Regions from separate parts of the Mus musculus genome. Here regions 1, 3 and 4 are each linked to region 2. A link is a contact called in public promoter capture Hi-C data. All regions are on one chromosome and are shown on one strand. Each heading gives the region's core, a stretch centred on a gene start, on an enhancer-like site or on the middle of the called end of the contact. The rest is flanking DNA. Distances are from core to core; before and after follow the strand shown.

Region 1 (2,975 bases), core at 302-2,801, 140 kb before region 2:
CACTACCCAGCTAAAAAAAAACTAGTTTTTATGTCTGTCACAGTGTTTTTAAAGCCAGGCAGTGGTGGTGCATGCCTTTAATCTCAGCACTCAGGAGGCAGGGGCAGATAGATCTCTGAGTCAAGGCCTACAAAGTAAAGTTCCAGGACAGACAGGGCAACTTGAAAAACAAACAAACAAACAAACAAGATGTTTTTAGGATATCTACTTGAATCTAAATGTAATGAGCTAGGTGATTTCTTTTGGAAATCTATGGGGCTGGGCAGTGGTGGCACACGCCTTTAATCCCAGCACTTGGGAGACAGAAGCAGGAAGATTTCTGAGTTCTAGGCCAGCCTGGTCTACAAAGTGAGTTCCAGGATAGCTAGGGCTACACAGAGAAACCCTGTCTCGAAAAAAAAGAAGAAATGGAATAAATTTTGATAATTTTGATTATTTTATCTCTGACAGTTTCCAGAAAAGGCTCTGGGGAAGTTTTGGTCATGGATGGGAGGGAGGAAAGGAGAAAGGTTAAGTTAGCACCGTAACTAAGATCTGATCCAAGTAGTTCTGCATCTGTGGAGAGCTGGCAGCCAGTGGGGTTCGGGCACGGACTTTGGAACCAGGCTGGTGTGGGTTTGGGTACCAGCTTTGCCTTACTAGCTGTGTGTTATGATGCCTTTCTGAATCTAATTTCTGTGATGTGAAATGGAAATAATAATGTCCACCTTCTTTGGTTGTCCTGAGAAACAACTGAAGTAGCTCATGACGTGCCAAGCTGGACCAGCCAGCAGCACTCAGCCAACTTCACCAGGTCCCATGTGGTACTAACTAGGATGTATGAGTGACTACCAGAGAAGGGGCAGATTTTACACTGGGTCTCAGCACAGAGGTGGAGAAGCAATCCTGCCAAAGACAAGGCTCGGTGGTATACATGGACTTGGCGGCAGCCACCATCTTGGCTTATTTTTGTGGAGGGGGCGAGGCAGCTTATTGCGTGCAGGGCTTTATTTAAAACCCCTCTCCTAGCCTTCCCAGGACTGGACATGGAGGCCACAGGAGGAGAAGGACATTCAAAGCTGGTTCCCGATAGAGCACTCAACCGTGTGACTCACTAGGGACACACTCAGGGTGGTGACCACCACTGTCTGCTGGGACTGAAACAATGGGTGGCTCTAGGACCTAAATATAGACCATATGGATGTCACTTAGGGAAACAGGTTCCCGGTGTTGGCTGGGTGGGCGGCTCTCTCAGGAAGAGCTCAGGAAGCCGGTTCTGGCGCTGATCCTTGCTCTGTCCATCCTGGTCTCTAAATAACATTACCCATGCTCTGGCCTCTCTGTATCCCGAGTGGGCCTGCCTCAGCATGCTGTCTAGCTCATTTTCCCATCTCTTCCCTGCCAGTCTCAATGGCTTCTCTCTCAGCTCCTAAAGGTTCCTACTTGTCCCCCTGCCATTGGTTCTTGTGTTCCCTCATTCCTTCTGGTCTAGTGGGACAGAGCACGGGGTAGGAGTCTGGAGTTTGGAAGTCATCAGGTTTCAGACTGCGGTTAACACTGGGTACTGCCAACTTCCCTGGCCCCCACCTCTCTTTTAAAGGCAGTAGAATCATAGCTGTTAGGGTTGTGGTTCCTTCGAGCTGCAGAGATGGCTCAACTGTTAATAGCACTGGCTGCTCTTCCAGAAGACTGGCTCTCACACCCACATGGTGACTCACAACCCTCTATAACTCCAGTTCCAGAGGCTCTGACACCCTTCTCTAGACTCCACAAGTATTGCCATGCATGTGGTGCATGGCAATATATGTAGGCAACACATCTAATACACACAAAATTTTAAAAAGTATAGTTTTAAGAGTGAAAAAAGAATCTGGATCCTAGAGTGGGCATCTTGACTTCAAACACAAGTTTCTTCTCTCTGTACCTCAATTCCTTCACCTGCTGAATGGGCACAAGGATCAGACCTATCTTATGGATTATATAAAGTTAGTAAAATCAGAGAAGCCCTTCAAACACAGAGCATGCTCGCCTGACCCATGGCTGATCTGGAGGGAAGAGAAATTTGAACTGGATTTGTGCCCCTCCAAGGGCAGCCTCGTTTTCCACGTCTGAACATGCCCAGGACAGTAATTTTTCACATACTATTTTTTTTTATTATTGGTGTTGTTGTTGTTTTGCCTTTTAGTTTTGTGTTTTACTTTGTTCTTAAACCTTACCTTTGTCATATGACTTAGTAGTCCTGAATAACAGCTCAGCCATTTCTTTGCCAAGAAACATGATAAACAGAGATGGGCACACCCCATGTGCTCTGTGGTGGTTCTACGACACCCTGGGATCGTGTCATATGCTTCAGTGGCCTCCCAGCTCCTGAGGTCCAGGTTGCTCTCTGCTGTGGGCAAGAGCTCAGGACCACTCTGGCTGCCACCTCTGGCTCTGCCCACCTGCTTTCTGATTAACTTCAGCCCTGTTCTGGCTTCTCTTCATGCCTAGTGTGGTCATCTCAGCAAGCTGCTTGGCCCATCTCCCCACCTCTTCACTACTGGTCCTGTCGGCCTCCTTCCTGTCCTTTCACAGGCCCCAACCTGTCCCCTGACATCGGCTGTGGTTATTGACTCTGCTTACTTCATGGGAATGAACAATCACCCCAGTTCTGAGCCATCAGCCCCACCCCCGGACTCCTGGAGAAGCAGCTTGGTTATTGCTTGTATCAGGTGTTCAGATGACCAAATGTTCATCTTTGTGGCCTCTGCTGGCTTCTTTGAATGGACCATTACCAGCTTGGAGAGGAAGCAACAAGAAAGCCACAAAATGACCCAGTTCATAAAACCCCACCTTTGTGAGACGTGAGAGAGGTCAGGGTCACTCTTGTTCAGTTCATGCTGAGTAACGTCCCCAAAATCTGAGGCAGAGAGACACAATCTTTATTCACCTCACAGGCAGGCTGGCTAGGAGTCTGCTCCATGAGAGGTCACAAATGGATTCTTCTCTTGTCCAGA
Region 2 (2,950 bases), core at 6-2,505:
GCAATCAGATCTCTGTTGTTTTTTTTTTTGTTTGTTTGTTTGTTTGTTTTTTTTTTTTTGTTTTTTCGAGACGGTTACTCTGTGTGGCCCTGGTTGTCCTGGAACTCACTCTGTAGACCAGGCTGGCCTCGAACTCAGAAATCCGCCTGCCTCTGCCTACCAAGTGCTGGGATTAAAGGCGTGCGCTACCACGCCAGGCTGCAATCAGATCTCTGAACACAGTTGGGGCCTCTGCAAAAGAACAAAACATGTCGGGGGTGGGCACCATCTGGTCTCAGTATGCATTTTGGTGCCACATTTTGAGTTGATAGAACTCTAACTACTGGAGACAGAAGATTGTATTAGCCCATGGCTTCAGGCATGGTGAGATCCAGGATGGTTTGGTTTGGTTAAGTTTCCTCCCTCACTCAGTAATTCTCTCCAGCCTTTATCTTGTGTGCCCCTTTCTTCTCACCTGTGGTAAATAGATTTGTTCTGTGTGATCAGGGAGAATGGCCACAAGAAACTTCTGTGTGTGTCATCTCTGAACTCACAGGACCAGAGGAATACTCCTGCTCTTTCTCATCCCTGAATGGGGATCGTGGCACTCTCCATTTGATTGGACCTGGAGAAGCCAACGCAGACTATACAAGGGGCACCCGGGATAGTGGGGTCCTGTTGTAGGAGATAGTGGGTTTTTGTGTATGGTTATCCACCACTGTTTTCCGTTGTGCTTTTGAAGAATAAACATCAAAGGGTGTGTGTTGGAGAGCTGCCTTTTGTGTGAGCCTGGCCTGCCATGGTTCTTTAGTTCACTCAGTGTCCAGGTCACACAGAGAGATATGTGAAAAGGTGCATGGGCGGCAGAGGGTTCCCACTCCTTAAAAGCTTTGGCCATGCCCTTCCTTTCTTACAGATGATTTGTGTCTGTCAGCAACAGGAAGTTGCTCAAAACAGATCCACCCAGTCCTGCTGCTGACCCTATGGTGGTTTCTTTTTGTCGTTGTGTAGCGGTCCATCAGCTTCCGCAGCGAGAGCCGCCCCGACATCCTTGCCCCCCGAGCTTGGTCCAGAAATGCCACCTCCTCAAGCACAAAGCGGAGAGACAGCAAACTGTGGAGTGAGACCTTCGATGTGTGTGTCAATCAGGTGCTCACGGCCAAGGAGATCAAGAGACAGGAGGTAAGCTCGGGACCCCTGGAGCTGCCTGTGTGTCTGTCCATCAGAAGGTTCCCTGCAGACAAGAATCAGTTTATCAGCGCTCAGAGCCAGGTCTCGTGGGGAGGGATAATGTTGTAAAAAAAGCAAGCGATGTTGCAATATTGAAGCTAAGTGTCCGGTTAGGATTCATCCACTCACAAAGACAATCATCTTCATTTTATTTATATCTCTTACCTTTTATTGTTATTATTTTTGTTTGTTTGGTTTGGTTTTTGCTGTTGTTGTTTTGTTTTTGTTGGTTTTTGTTTGTTTTTGAGACAAACTCTCTCTTTAGTTCTGGCTGTCTGGAAACTCACTATATAAGCCAGGTTGGCATCAAACCCAGAGATCTGCCTGCCTGCCTCTGCCTCTCAAGAGTGGGGATTAAAGGCATGGACTACCGTGCATGGCTACAGTCATTTATATTTTTAGTAACTTTTAGGAAGTTTTAAAAAATATTTGGCTTTTAGAACTTTGGTACACCTTTATAAAGGAAAACTTCTTTCTTGTGGAGGACAGTTAATTTGCCCATAAGTTTTCTATAACCCCATCTCTAAGTGGCTGTGATGGCACCCCCTTCTCTAGAGGGTTTGTCAGTACAGCTTTGCTCGCTTCTTCATACATGGTGCTGCAAAACTTGCAGAGAACCCTTTGCTTTTCCTCCTGTGTGCTAGGATTATTGGTATTCACTAGTATACTGGTTCTCTCTCTGTCTCTGTCTGTCTATCTGTCTGTCTGTCTGTCTGTCTGTCTCTCTCTCTCTCTCTCTCTCTCTCTCTCTAAAACTACCTGAGGACCCTGGCAAAAGGGGTACTAGGAGCTATTGAAATACTCAAAGTACTATATGGCTGTAGAGATTGAGATGGTGTGTTTGTGTGTGTATGTACGTGCGTGCGTGCTTGGGTAACTTAGTAGATGAAGCAAGGCACAAAACAGTGCTACCACATATCTAAAATGATTGTGTGTATGTATGTGTGTGTGTGTATGTATGTATGTACACACACACATACACACACACATACATATTATATATATATGAATGAATTTGTGTGCATGCATGAAAATATTTCTGGAAGGATGCCTAAAATATTGGCAACAGTGTTTCTTCCTGAAGTTCCTGGAAGAAGGGCCTGAGAGTGCAGGTTCTTTCCAGGGTGTCCATTCTGTGCGGTCTGTGTTGGGTACCATATAAATGTATTGCCTATCAAACAGTGACTACAGCCTTTAAAGTAATGCAGGCACCCTCCAAAGTCCCATGTGGAAACATGACAACATCTTATGTGATATTAGGACTGTGGGTTTGATCTTCACCTGTGGGGCATGCAGAGTCTCATATCCTCAAGCAGAAGGGACTACGCTGCATGATGACTGTCAGTGATGGAAGCTTCAGGCTGGGTGGGTAGCCTCTAGTAAAACCCAGGGGGGATAACAGCAGTCAGACTTCCGCACTGTCCTAGTTTTTTGTTTGTTTTTTGTCAACTTGGCACAGTTAGCTTATCTGGGAAATGGAAACTTGATTGAAAAAAAAAATGCCTCCATCGGATTAGCAACAGGCAAGTCTGTGGGGTGTTGTCTTGATGAATGATTGGTCTGGGAGGGCCCAGCCCACCATGAGCAGTACCAGCCTTGCACAGGTGGTCCTTTATAGTAGTAGAAAACAGGTTGACAGGCCAGTAAGTAGCATTTTCCTATGACAGTGGTTCTTAACCTTCCTAACGCTGCGACCCTTTAACCCAGTTCCTCATGTTGTGGTAACCCTCAACCATAACTT
Region 3 (2,739 bases), core at 149-2,648, 170 kb before region 2:
TGTCTTACCACTGTACTTGGTTAGGTACCTGCTGAAGTACCTTGGAAGCTTGGAAGCCCCAAGTGGAAGTGTGTTGGGATCTTGTTTATTTTTTTGTTTACTGCTCTATAACTAGACCTGGCCTAATGCCTGGTTTGTTGAAGGAATGAAGGACACCTATCTTGCACAACATCCACATGACGTTGTTAAATTGTGTGTCAAGTCTTTAGTCAATACTATTTTGATTTATTCTAATGGTTCTAGTCATCCTTTGAAGTTGTGGATAGAGTGCAGTCATTTATTAAAACTGTGCAATGTGACACTGATTTAAAATATTTATTTATCTGCCATTTGTGGGTGTGTGTGCAGCATGTGCCATGGCACATGTGTGGAAATCTGAGGACAACTTGCAAGTGGGAGTCAGTTTTCTCCTTCCACCGTATAGGTCCAGGGATTGAACACAGGTCATGTTTGGTGATAGTCACCTTTACCCAGTGAGCCATCTCACTGACCTGATATTGTTTTCTCTTGGGTGATAGCATACTTTTCATTGAGCATGAGGAGACTGTGCTCAATTGTACTGACTTCTGAGGTCGGTGTGTGACTGGCTGAAGTAGATATCGTGCCTGCTGTTGATGATTTTCTGGATAAGACCACCATTTCCCAAGTGGGTTCAGGGAATGCTCGTGACCAGCAAGAGATAAAAAAAAGCTTGTGGGGTGCAGTATATTTGGGACATGCTGAATGTGCCCTGTAAAATGTGTTCACCGTGAGAAGACCTTCAGCGTTGCCTTGGTGGAGCGGGATGGGCCCACCCTCGGGTTGTAGCTATGTGTCACACACCAACTTACTGCGACCTAGGAAAGGCTGCCAAGGATGTCTTTAACAAAGGGTACGGGTTTGGCATGGTCAAAATAGATCTAAAAACCAAGTCTTGTAGTGGAGTGGAATTTTCTACTTCAGGTCATGCTTTTACTGATACAGGGAAAGCATCAGGCAACCTAGAGACCAAATATAAGGTCTGCAACTATGGGCTCACCTTCACCCAAAAGTGGAATATAGACAACACTCTTGGGACAGAAATCTCTTGGGAGAATAAGTTGGCTGAAGGGTTGAAACTGACTCTTGATACCATATTTGTACCAAACACAGGAAAAAAGAGTGGGAAATTAAAGGCCTCCTATAGATGAGATTTTTAAAAATCTCTGCAGTAATGTTGGTATAGATTTTTCTGGACCGACCATCTATGGCTGGGCTGTGTTGGCCTTTGAAGGTTGGCTTGCTGGCTATCAGATGAGTTTTGACACAGCCAAATCCAAACTGTCTCAGAATAATTTCGCTCTTGGTTACAAGGCTGCAGACTTCCAGCTGCATACTCACGTGACTGGTGGCACTGAGTTTGGAGGCTCTATCTACCAGAAAGTTAACGAGAGGATTGAAACGTCAATAAACCTGGCGTGGACAGCTGGCACCAACAACACTCGTTTTGGCATCGCTGCTAAATATAAGCTGGATTGTAGAACTTCTCTATCTGCCAAAGTAAACAATGCCAGTTTAATTGGACTGGGTTATACACAGACCCTCCGACCAGGAGTCAAACTGACCCTGTCAGCTTTAATAGATGGAAATAACTTCAATGCAGGAGGCCACAAGGTTGGATTGGGATTTGAACTGGAGGCTTAGTGTGGTTTTGAGTAGAGTATCACTTGTCCCTGGAAATGAAGAGAAATGAACCCACTATGTTCTGGCCTTAAAATTCCGTGACATTTCAAAAGTGTGAACTTTTAATTCTTCTAAAGAATTGTAATTCTTCCCACACTGAAGTCTAGAGATTACAGATCTATTCAATGGGAGGTCCTGGAAGGCATGCCTGGAAATTGTCATGTTTGTGCCACATTTCAGTTGAGTTCTGCAGAGTTAATTTAAATATGTTCCTCAGCAACAACGTAGTGTCATGTTAAAGGAGTGACCTGCCTCCCCAGTCTGTACATCATGCCCTGCATGTCCCAGTCCACTTTTCCATGGCCTTTTGTTATATCAGTCTCTGCTCTAGTGAGAGCTTTGGTTTTGCATCAGAGTAAAATAAACCCATCACATTTGGAAAAAAAAAAATGTGTTCACCGCTGTAGGACATGTCAGAGATGGGATAATGTCTGGAGACTCCAGAAGGGGGGTTTGCAGCATTTCCCAGAGTCATTGGCCGGAAGTCTCTGTTACCCATGCAGCCTAGACATACTTCTGAAACTGACCAGTGATGTCATTGTGGACCAATGACACAGAAACCAGATCTTTCATGAGCAAAGCAGTCTTTTGTAAGGTCCTTGTTTTCAATCCCTCTTCAGTGTTCTGCTATTCAGTGTTGTTAGCCAAGAGTACATAGGGCAGAAGGCCCATTCCAAATGGCCAAGGGACTGTTCTGATTTTAGTACCCAAAGTCCCACACTTCAGGGAGTCAACCCTCTGTCCCAGGCCAGCTGGGCTGATTATTCTGTCTATGGTCTTGAGGTGTCAATATCTGTTCCTTTTTGGAAAATTATTTTAGAGTCACACATCTATAAATTACAGAGGCAGAGGATCATGAGTAATGCAGTCTAGCCTGGGCTACATTAGTGAGATCCTTTTTCAGAAAACCTCAGGCTGAGTGTTTGACGATCATACACAAGGCCCTAGGTCTGATTCCCCATGTTGTGAAATCAGTAAATCAGTAAGAATTTCTCAACTTTTTAACCTGGCATGAATAACTAAATTTCAACTGGTGCT
Region 4 (2,901 bases), core at 59-2,558, 200 kb before region 2:
TGCCAGACGGGGTCAGTCCCGCTGGCGTGAGCTCTTGACTGTGTGCCGAGGGGCCCCTTCTGTCATGTGGCTCACAGGAAGGGTGGTTGTTTTTTTGACTGTGTTTATAAAGCCTCTGCTGACTGGGGAAACTGCAGAAGACAGCAGTGGCTTGCAGCGTTACTGACCAGTCAGAAACTGAGTCATGCTGTGCGTCCTCTTTCGTCAGAACACCAAGGTTCACTTCTTTTTCTTCCATCTCAGGCTGAGTGTGAGCAAGCCAGGGCTAGAAGAGCTTGCGCACAGCTCCCTTCGCTCTGGGTCTCACCATGTAGCTCAGGTTGGCCCAAACCAAACCCATCCTGTCTCAGCTTCCTAAGTGCTGACATGGTAGGTGTGTGTCACCACACCCGGCGGTATCATGGATGTTTTATAGGCCCCTGTGTTGCCATGGAATTTTAAAGTTAGAACTCAGAGACTCTGGGACATTGAACAAATAAAACCCTCTGATCTTCTGATCTCCCTTCTGGGGCTGAAGGGAGGAGTGACCTCCTTCCTTTCATCTCATGCTGCCTCTCTGTTGAATCAGCCAGGGGCATCTGGGGATAGAGTTAAAGCTCACAGACTCTGAGTTCCTGTGGTCCTGCCTGGGGTAGCTGTGTGGAGCCAACCCTGTCTGGAGCCCTGCAGAGCGGACCTTCTGGCCCTGTCCCTCCCCCAAGTTGTAGGGACTGCCTTTTGCCGCTTTTGCCTTTAGCTTTCTATGATAGCCCAGGCTGCCCATCTTTAGCTGGTCCTCCTTCCTCAGACTTAAGTGCTGAAGCTGCCGGCGTGTACCACTCACTCCACTTGACTATTTCCTTTAAAGGTACTGCTTCTGCCATCTGGAGGCACCCCCATTTCCTGACTCCTTGTACCCTCCATGCTGGGGAAGGAAGGCAGCTCTCCAGGGGGTCTGTTTCATAAGGGCACGGATCTGTCTCTTAAGGGAGCTGCCTTGTGGCCTGATGGCCTCTCTGAGGCCCAACCCTGGCGCGCCACACTCTAGGGACTAGTCTCCAGTATAGGAACTTCAGACCTACACAGATCCCAGTACTGTGGAGGGTTGCAGTACGGTATAAGAGTGAGGGAGAGGCGTGGCTAAAGCAGAGGACCAGAAGCTGATAGATTATGAGGGGGGCTCCGTGGGGAGGAGGGGGTTTGAAGAGAAGCAGATGCAGAAGTGTGGGAGGGCAGGTCTCTGTGGAGGCTAGAGCCCTGCAGGCGGATGATGCAGATGTTCCATATTTGTAGATCTGCAACTGGGGACGAGGAGGGATGATGTGAATGGGAGAGGAGCTGGAGCCCTCATCTTCCTATCCTCTGGTAACTCAGTTGCAGAATTGCTTCTCTGCAGGTGTGGGAGGCGGTTAATGATTGATAAAGATCAATGTTAGCCCGTCTGCATGACCCGTTTCCATTAAAAAAAAAAAAAGAGTCTTCAATGCCTGGACTAAAGGAGGCTCAGATATGTTGGTTTTTAACCAGATTTTTATCTGGAGGTCTTTGTGTTTAATCTTGGCTTCTTCTAAACTCTCATCAGAGTCTCAAATTCAAAAGCCATGCTATGAAATTTTACTCTCTCCTGCCCCCTGGTGACCGACTTTTGAATACCAACTTTGAATTCACTACTCTTCATGGCTATCTTCTTACATGCAAGGTACCACAGAGATGCCACAGTGCTTGATCACGTATTGGCCACCCAGGCCGTTCCCAGAGGGGAAGCCGTGCATCCAAAGAATGTTGCAATGAATTCTGCCGGTTTCTGGTTGTATGTTTTAGCATCTGCCACTGCTCTGATGCGCAACGCCCCAGCATTCCCAGGGCTAAGCAGAGCGCCGACATTGCCCCTCTCACCCCAGCGTTTGTAGGGTGTCTCCTCTCTGTGGTTCTGGGCTGGGGACGATGGTAGTATCCTGTTCATCATTATAAATCCAAAGGTAAAGGGAGGAGAAATTCCCTGTCTGTGTGGCATCCCTGTCCTGAGAGAATCGAGACATCTGATAAGGGGAAAGTGAGGCTTCCTCGTGAGGGAAAGCGGTGAGGTGGCTGCTGGAGCTCGTTGCCCTTCCTGGAACAATCAGAGAAACACTTGTTTTTCTACAACTAGACTCTTAAAAACAAAGCTTTTAAGATGGTTGATAGCCATCAATTTCAATAGATGGATTTCAGTGTCAATAGATAGATGTCAATTTTCAACAGGTAGGCATCAGTCTTGATACACAAGTGACAGTTTCAATGGATGTTTACTGTAAGTAACTCTTTTGGTTAACTCTCTTCGGGTCAGGGTCCATCATAGAACCACGCACATACCAGAACCGGTGAGTTCCTCTTTTCCTGACAGAATCCTGGTTATATTGCCTGCTTACCACGCCTTTCCTTGTCATTGGTTGGCATGGAATTACAGCCTCATTATCTGAGTGCCACAGTCTTTACCCTACCCCGTGAGGCCGAATCTGTTTGGTAGGACACGGCTGCTGAATGTGGCTGGGGCAGATGGGGGTACTTGACTCTATAATCATGGTGTGGTATTGGCACAGAAGCTGCTGTAAAGACCCTGGTTATAGGTGTTCAAGTTCACATGACCCAACCTTCTCTCCAGCATGTCCCACTCGCTGCCACAGGATGTTTGCACATGCCGTATCAGGCTGGGGTGCCTCTCTCCATGCCTGAAGTACTTTACATTTCAATCGTGTCATGTGAAGATTCATTTTATTTGGTCTGTTGACCAAATATATACATTTAACCCAGGTAAAAAATTTGTTTAACTCAGCAAAAAGTAACAGGGTGAGGATGAGAATCTTATTTTAAGGATGACCAAGGAATGAACACAGATACACAGACACGCACAGACATATATATACACACACACACACACATACA

What was found. Promoter capture Hi-C pulls out the DNA fragments that hold promoters and counts their contacts. Capture Hi-C pulls out chosen DNA fragments and counts their contacts.
Region 1: a contact with region 2 is called in a promoter capture Hi-C map of adipose tissue. The contact joins two enhancer-like sites. A contact is called at or near these places in 9 of 39 promoter capture datasets (the C10 cell line, the HPC-7 cell line, cranial neural crest and 6 more), 5 of 484 Hi-C or Micro-C datasets (CD4 T cells, CD8 T cells, Th1 cells and 2 more), 12 of 115 datasets of contacts at active chromatin or transcription factors (the 230-238 cell line, CD8 T cells, bone marrow-derived macrophages and 8 more) and 3 of 9 other capture datasets (adipose tissue, embryonic stem cells and liver).
Region 3: a promoter capture Hi-C map of liver shows a contact between it and region 2. The contact joins two enhancer-like sites. A contact is called at or near these places in 16 of 39 promoter capture datasets (the 3T3-L1 cell line, 3T3-L1-derived adipocytes, the C10 cell line and 11 more), 2 of 15 datasets of contacts at CTCF or cohesin (CD8 T cells and embryonic stem cells), 5 of 484 Hi-C or Micro-C datasets (bone marrow-derived macrophages, embryonic fibroblasts, embryonic stem cells and 2 more), 9 of 115 datasets of contacts at active chromatin or transcription factors (CD8 T cells, Th17 cells, acute myeloid leukemia and 3 more) and 1 of 9 other capture datasets (embryonic stem cells).
Region 4: a promoter capture Hi-C map of liver shows a contact between it and region 2. The contact joins two enhancer-like sites. A contact is called at or near these places in 14 of 39 promoter capture datasets (3T3-L1-derived adipocytes, the C10 cell line, the HPC-7 cell line and 8 more), 3 of 15 datasets of contacts at CTCF or cohesin (CD8 T cells and embryonic stem cells), 6 of 484 Hi-C or Micro-C datasets (bone marrow-derived macrophages, embryonic stem cells, inguinal white adipose tissue and 1 more), 13 of 115 datasets of contacts at active chromatin or transcription factors (CD8 T cells, Th17 cells, acute myeloid leukemia and 6 more) and 1 of 9 other capture datasets (embryonic stem cells).

What each region holds. Positions count from the first base shown.
Region 1 is chr14:27,241,285-27,244,259 of GRCm38.p6, forward strand. It overlaps a transcript of Arhgef3 not described here. Among named protein-coding and RNA genes, the nearest start is that of Gm34848, 23 kb to the right of the region's middle. Within about 2 kb of position 1,552, at least 34 of the 459 cell types and tissues checked have an H3K27ac peak or open chromatin away from gene starts, as enhancers often do. A contact at or near this core is called in adipose tissue, liver and memory CD8 T cells, where this site is marked.
Region 2 is chr14:27,378,601-27,381,550 of GRCm38.p6, forward strand. It overlaps Arhgef3 (Rho guanine nucleotide exchange factor (GEF) 3), which reads left to right. Exons shown (of 10, transcript NM_001289687.1): 3 at 991-1,161. Gm52096 (a long non-coding RNA gene) reads right to left here. Exons shown (of 3, transcript XR_003951012.1): 3 at 1,129-1,213. Among named protein-coding and RNA genes, the nearest start is that of Gm52096, 3.6 kb to the right of the region's middle. Within about 2 kb of position 1,256, at least 69 of the 459 cell types and tissues checked have an H3K27ac peak or open chromatin away from gene starts, as enhancers often do. A contact at or near this core is called in adipose tissue, liver and memory CD8 T cells, where this site is marked.
Region 3 is chr14:27,209,588-27,212,326 of GRCm38.p6, forward strand. It overlaps a transcript of Arhgef3 not described here and the pseudogene Gm7591. Among named protein-coding and RNA genes, the nearest start is that of Gm34848, 55 kb to the right of the region's middle. Within about 2 kb of position 1,399, at least 4 of the 459 cell types and tissues checked have an H3K27ac peak or open chromatin away from gene starts, as enhancers often do. A contact at or near this core is called in liver, where this site is marked.
Region 4 is chr14:27,182,178-27,185,078 of GRCm38.p6, forward strand. It overlaps a transcript of Arhgef3 not described here. Among named protein-coding and RNA genes, the nearest start is that of Gm34848, 82 kb to the right of the region's middle. Within about 2 kb of position 1,309, at least 12 of the 459 cell types and tissues checked have an H3K27ac peak or open chromatin away from gene starts, as enhancers often do. A contact at or near this core is called in liver, where this site is marked.